2 separate regions of the Cyprinus carpio genome follow, and region 1 is linked to region 2. The links are chromatin contacts, called in public Hi-C maps. All regions are on one chromosome and are shown on one strand. The core of a region is the stretch at or near the end of the contact, and the rest is flanking DNA. Distances in the headings are between cores, read along the strand shown. Region 1 holds the start of LOC109045134 (T-lymphocyte activation antigen CD80-like). Region 2 has its middle 15 kb from the start of LOC122139733.

Region 1 (2,700 bases), core at 45-2,544, 57 kb after region 2:
GCTATTAATCTACACTAAAGCTTGTTGTGCCATTATTTACTACACTAAAATTGGCATTATTTACATTAAACAAGAGTAAACTAAACTTTTTACCGTGGAAGACAATAAACCAAAGCCAACAACCCTTTCAAACAAGAAAGTTATTTAAGTGTGCTTTTAGTATACTTGAAAAAAAAAATCTACTTTTTATGTATTTCATAGTTGTGGACTAGTGGTGTACCCAAAGTTTACTACTGTTACACTATATAAGTATACATACTACCAGTATAATTAAAATATACTTCAACTTATTCTTACGTATACTTAATAAAAGTAAAGAAACTAAACTAAACCGATAATGCTGCTATATTTAACTTTAAACTGAACTAAAACTAATGTGTTGTCTACACTATGTCTACAATAAACAAGGCTAAACTAAACTTAGCTGAAAACTGATCTAATTGTGTTGTTTTACCATAGAGGGAACTAGACTGAATCAAACTTGTTGTGCCATTTTATTATTTTACTGTACATATAATTTTAACTAAACTAAACTAGACTAAACTAAATGGGTTGCTTTATTGCATACAGAACTCAACTGAACGAAATTAAGCTAAAAAAAAAAGAAAAGAAAAAAAAGAAATGAAACTGAACTGTGTGCTTTACCTCAGAGGACATTAAACTGAAGTAAACTGGCTGTGCCATTTTATTACCTTGGACTTTTAACTAAAGTAAAGACTGAGCTAATAGAGAAATCATCTTAACCAAACTAAACATGTGCTAAACCGCCTGTGATGATTGCGCTGATCTGTCGCAGATAGTTCAGAGTTCACGTGTCACACATTTACAGAGAAATCAAAGAGCTTCATAAATGATCCACATTAAACTGGAACTGATCAAAGTAAATAAAAGCTTCTGTGGGCTGATCACAGACACAGCGCTGACAAAAGGGAAGAGAAATAAAGAGAAACACCAGCTTAACTACTCTTTATCCAGCATATGTGTGTGAGAGATGAAACCAGACACACTTCACAGCACACAGTCAAAGTCAGATCGCGTCCAGATCCACAGAAGCCTTCATAAACCATCGGTCAGATCCAGCCACACATGAGTGAAATCAAGTGTGTGTGAAGCAAGAGTAATAAAATAATGAGATGTGTCTGTAAAGAAGAGGATGAAATAAGAGAGCACTTACTAAGGTTTTGGGTTTTCCTCCCAGCAGTGCGCAAGAGATGAAATGAAACACACACATGTAACAGTTCCTTAAGATGACAGAGAGTGAGCAAGCAAGAGAGAGAGAGAGAGAGAGAGGAAGTGTTCTTTATAAGCGAGTAACTTCACATTAAGTTTCAGAGAACTGATACACAGTGCATGAACGCAAATACTTTAATAATATAAGCATATTGAGAGCCGTCTGAAATTGTCAAGAAAAGCTGGACTAATGTAAACGTAAAGAAAAAAAAACACACACACAAAAACATAATGTGAAGAATGCTGGCAACCAAATGATTTTCCAGTGCCATTGATTTCAATAGTATGGACAAAAACACAATGGAAGTCAATGGGAATTCAAAATGATGACAATAATAATTTTTGAGTGAATCTCTTTAACTGAACTATATACTGCACTAAACTGGGCTAAACTACTGTAATTTACTAAATTAAATAAAACTCACTGTAAAAAAAAAGAAAAAAGAAAAAGTAGAATCCACCATGGCTACTTTAACTTAAAAACTTTACATTTGAAAAATGTAGATGTAATCAATTCCATTGATTTTATTTTATATTTAAATATAATCAAATTGGGTGCACAAATCATTTCATCTTCTTCAATCTGAAGGATTCTTTTAATTAATTTGTATTCATTAGCCATTCATATCATTTATCATTTAATCATTTTTACTATTTATCTTTATTATGTTTTTATATCTGATATTTTTCAGTAATTTCTTTGCTTATATTGCTTTTCTATCATTGCCTAATGTTTGTGAGAGAGGTTTTGGTGTCGACAGCGTGGGGACGTACCTTATGGTCCCCTGAAGAAAGACAGTTTATATGTTGTTTTACATTACAGTTTAGTTAATTGAATAACAATAAACGCCACTGGGAAGTTCCTGCATGAAATGTAAAACAAATGTTTGTGTTTGTGTGCATTCAGGTGAGACGGATTCATGGTAAGCTCATTCACAGTTGTGAAAAGCATTATGTATGTTTTCACATCTGACTGAATTATGACAACAGTTCCGTGATCACAGTGACCATCTCATTATCTTCTCTTGACTTCATAAGAATTGCATGACTTCAGGCTGCAGCCACCCACACAACACTTATCCGAGAAACTGGTAAACAACTACCGCAGTCTGACACTGGATGCAAGTTTAAATATTTTACCCAGATTTTTTTCATGTAATCATCCGATACTTTTGTCCAAAGTGACTACGTTGCATTCCCTCAGAATCGAACCCCGACCTTGGCGTTGCAAGTGTCATGCTCTACAGTTTGAACTACAGTGAAAAAGTCCTACAAATATGGAGCAGTTCAGATCATTTGATTTTCTGAGAATTTAAACAGAAATGTTTAAGTTGACATTGAGAACCTTTTGATTTCAGATGTATTTTCAGTGCAAATGTTTTTTTTTTTTGTTGTTGTTGTTGTTGTTGTTGTTGTTGTTTTCCAGCACAAATATCTAAATATTCTTAAATCAAGATTAATTTACTTGAG
Region 2 (3,112 bases), core at 525-3,024:
TTGCGATATCTGACTGAGATCAGAGCTGTGTGTGTTTCATAGAGCTTAATGTTTAAATAAACCCACACACAGGCTGTAATTCACTGCGTATCATCGCTCTCCTCCCGCTCTGTTACACATCACATTTTTCCCTCTCCCTCCCCCTTCATTAATCACACTGTCGTCCGTGTGTTCTTTCAGTGTTTACATTAAACAGGACGTTCATGCCAGACAGGAGACGCTGGAGGAATTTAACCCTTCACACACCTTCACACACATACCCAGAAACCTTTGCGCACACACAAGCATCAGAGCATCAAGGTCAAGTAACATCAGTGATTAAACACTAACATACTTACATTTTTATTTATTTGCATTAAATTGATTAGAAGTCACAGTAAAGTTTTCTTCTTTAAATAAATGTGGTTCTTTTGAACTTTCTATTCATCTGTGAATCCTGAAAAATTAGATGTATCAAAGTTTCCACAAAAGTATGAAGCAGCACAACTGTTTCCAACATTGACAATAATCAGAAATGTATTTTAAGCAGCAAATCAGAATGATTTCTGAAGAATAATGTGACACTGAATAAAATACAAATGACACTAAAAATACAGCTGCGCATCACAGAAATAAATTACATTTTAATATAGATTCACATAGAAAACAGTTGTTTTGAATTGTAATAATATTTCATAATTTTACAGTATTTACTGTATTTTTAATCAAATAAATGCAGCTTTGGTGAGCAGAAAAGACTTTGGATTTTTGATAAAAAATAGTGTTTATATTTGGAATAGCATGATAAATTGTTCACAATATCAACATATACATGCATGTGCAAGTTAGATTAGATTAGTTAGACTTTATGTTGACTTTTAAAATGCACCAAAAATAAAAATGGCATAGGATTTACTTTTAAACACTCCAAAAAAAAAAAAAAAAACTGTAAAAATCAGGCACAATAGTGCATAAAACATACTGCAATAATCTTATTTTTATTTATTTTCATTTAATTTACGAGTTCAACCTTTTTTTTTACAGTGTGGGAGGTGCTTGTTTATTCTTTCCTGTCAATCACAATTAAATAATTCCTCACTCCATTTGATTCCTAGTATTTTCTTTTATATATTTAGTTTTATATATTCAGTTTCAATTGTGAATACTGATTGTACAATAAATCATTATCCAAATTACTTTTGATGAAAGATAGTGATAATAACAACGCAGGTCTCAGGGACAAAACTACATTTCCCATCATCCTCTGCGGCAGCACAGCAATGACAGAATACAAGATAAATCATCAATTGCTCACCTAACACACCTCATTTACCCATCACTTTTTTGAACTAGTGCTAAAAGTGACCTAAGTGTAAAAATTATAAAACAAATCCATTTAATTCTGGCCAAAGGAAGAGTTAGTGTCAACAACAGCTTGAAAAACACTAAGAAGTATGTGTGTGTTCGGTGTCATGAAAAGGTTCTGAGATGAGCAGCTAAAGCTAACAGCTGTCCTCTCTCTGGGTTTCATCGTTGTGCATGTGTGACCGTCTTTAAATGTGTGTGTATTAATAGACGTGCATAAGACTCGACCTTTCCCTTGAGAACGCACGTTAAACTCGGATGGTTAACTTGAGACGCCGCCGAGCATAACTGAGACGTTTCGCTCAGCATGGTCTCCATATCTGAACTGCAGTGCTTTAACTTTAAGACGTACACATTACTGAGCTAGTAATAGCATTAGCGTACGCTTTGAAGCCTCTGCCAGGGACGCATGGCACACGATCCAGAGGAAAAGTGAACGTAAAGACGAGTCCGTATCTGGGAGACACAAACAGATCTGTGTAACACTAGAGTGACACACTTCTTTAGATCTGGCCTGGTTTAAGCACTCAGAGTTTAAGTCTAAGATAGGCTGGAATTAAGCATCAAATTTGGCTCTGATGTTTTTTTCCCAAAATGTCTAGGGAAAAATAGAGTTAGACAAAAATGAATCAGTTGTTGGCATGCAGTCTGTTAAGATCTGAGACATTTTCGAGTCTCCTCTGAAGCTCTATAGGAGACACATTTGAGATTACAGGCAAGAAAAGGAGGAAAAATAGCAGGAGACTAAAGATAAAGTTACATTTGCTCTCTTAAAAAGACATCTGATTTGTGATTTTTCAAAATCTTCATATTCTTAAAACACTCAAAGGACAATGAAACAATATATGAAGCAGAAAATTCAAATAACTTAATATATTGCCAGAATGTGCATTATGCAATTGGACATAGTGTATATAATTTTTTTTATTATAAATAAAATAATATATAATTTAAATATTTTATAATAAATGTAATTTACATACAATATATTTCAACATAAATATTAATACTTTATAAATAAATTTTTAATACTTTATATAAAAATAATGCTACATACAAATAAAATGTATATTATATATATATATATATATATATATATAATAAGCTTATAATTCTATTTATTTTATTCAATTATTTTCTTTAATTTAAAATTATTTTAATAATTACAAAAAAAAATAATCTGATTTGTCTGATTATAATTTGAATCTAAATCATTTTGAATAAAAATAATGTTAATATAAATATATTTAAAAATATAATACATCATTTCAATATACATTTTAATCCTTTATATTAATATAACATTCTATTAATATGTAATATAAAATTATATTATTATTATTATGATAATTATTCTATGATAAATAAATATTCACAATGCACTAGAAATTATAGAAATCCAATTTGTGATCTTTCTTTCCTGTGGGTGACTAAAACCATACTAAAACCACTCAAAGGCCTAAACCAATTAATTTAAATTAGAATTTTATAATGCAATTATATATTAATATAATACATTTATAAAGCAATTATTTATTAAATAAGAATTACATTTCAGAGTGAAACAGGATATTCAACGAGGGACAAAAGTAGCACAGGAACTGATTTTAAACCATGAAGCCTGACCTAGATGTGTGTTTGCTAACACAATATATGCAAATAACTATCTGGCTATTGGTTAGCATTACCCAACAGCCCACGCGGCCTTGGTAATGTCAGCTAACAAGGAAAGTTGCTTCAGAGGTGGAACAAGTTCTTACAGTATGCT

What was found. Hi-C and Micro-C count contacts between places; a contact is called where the count stands out from the background.
Region 1: a Hi-C map of skeletal muscle shows a contact between it and region 2, with 4 times the contacts expected there. The contact joins the promoter of LOC109045134 here to the enhancer-like site in region 2. A contact is called at or near these places in 5 of 8 Hi-C or Micro-C datasets (liver and skeletal muscle).

The regions. Positions count from the first base shown.
Region 1 is chrB15:26,996,584-26,999,283 of ASM1834038v1, reverse strand. LOC109045134 (T-lymphocyte activation antigen CD80-like) reads right to left here and starts at 1,294. Exons shown (of 8, transcript XM_042740114.1): 1 at 1,175-1,294.
Region 2 is chrB15:27,053,478-27,056,589 of ASM1834038v1, reverse strand. No RefSeq gene overlaps it. Among protein-coding and RNA genes, the nearest start is that of LOC122139733, 15 kb to the left of the region's middle. Within about 2 kb of position 1,774, at least 1 of the 8 cell types and tissues checked has an H3K27ac peak or open chromatin away from gene starts, as enhancers often do. A contact at or near this core is called in skeletal muscle, where this site is marked.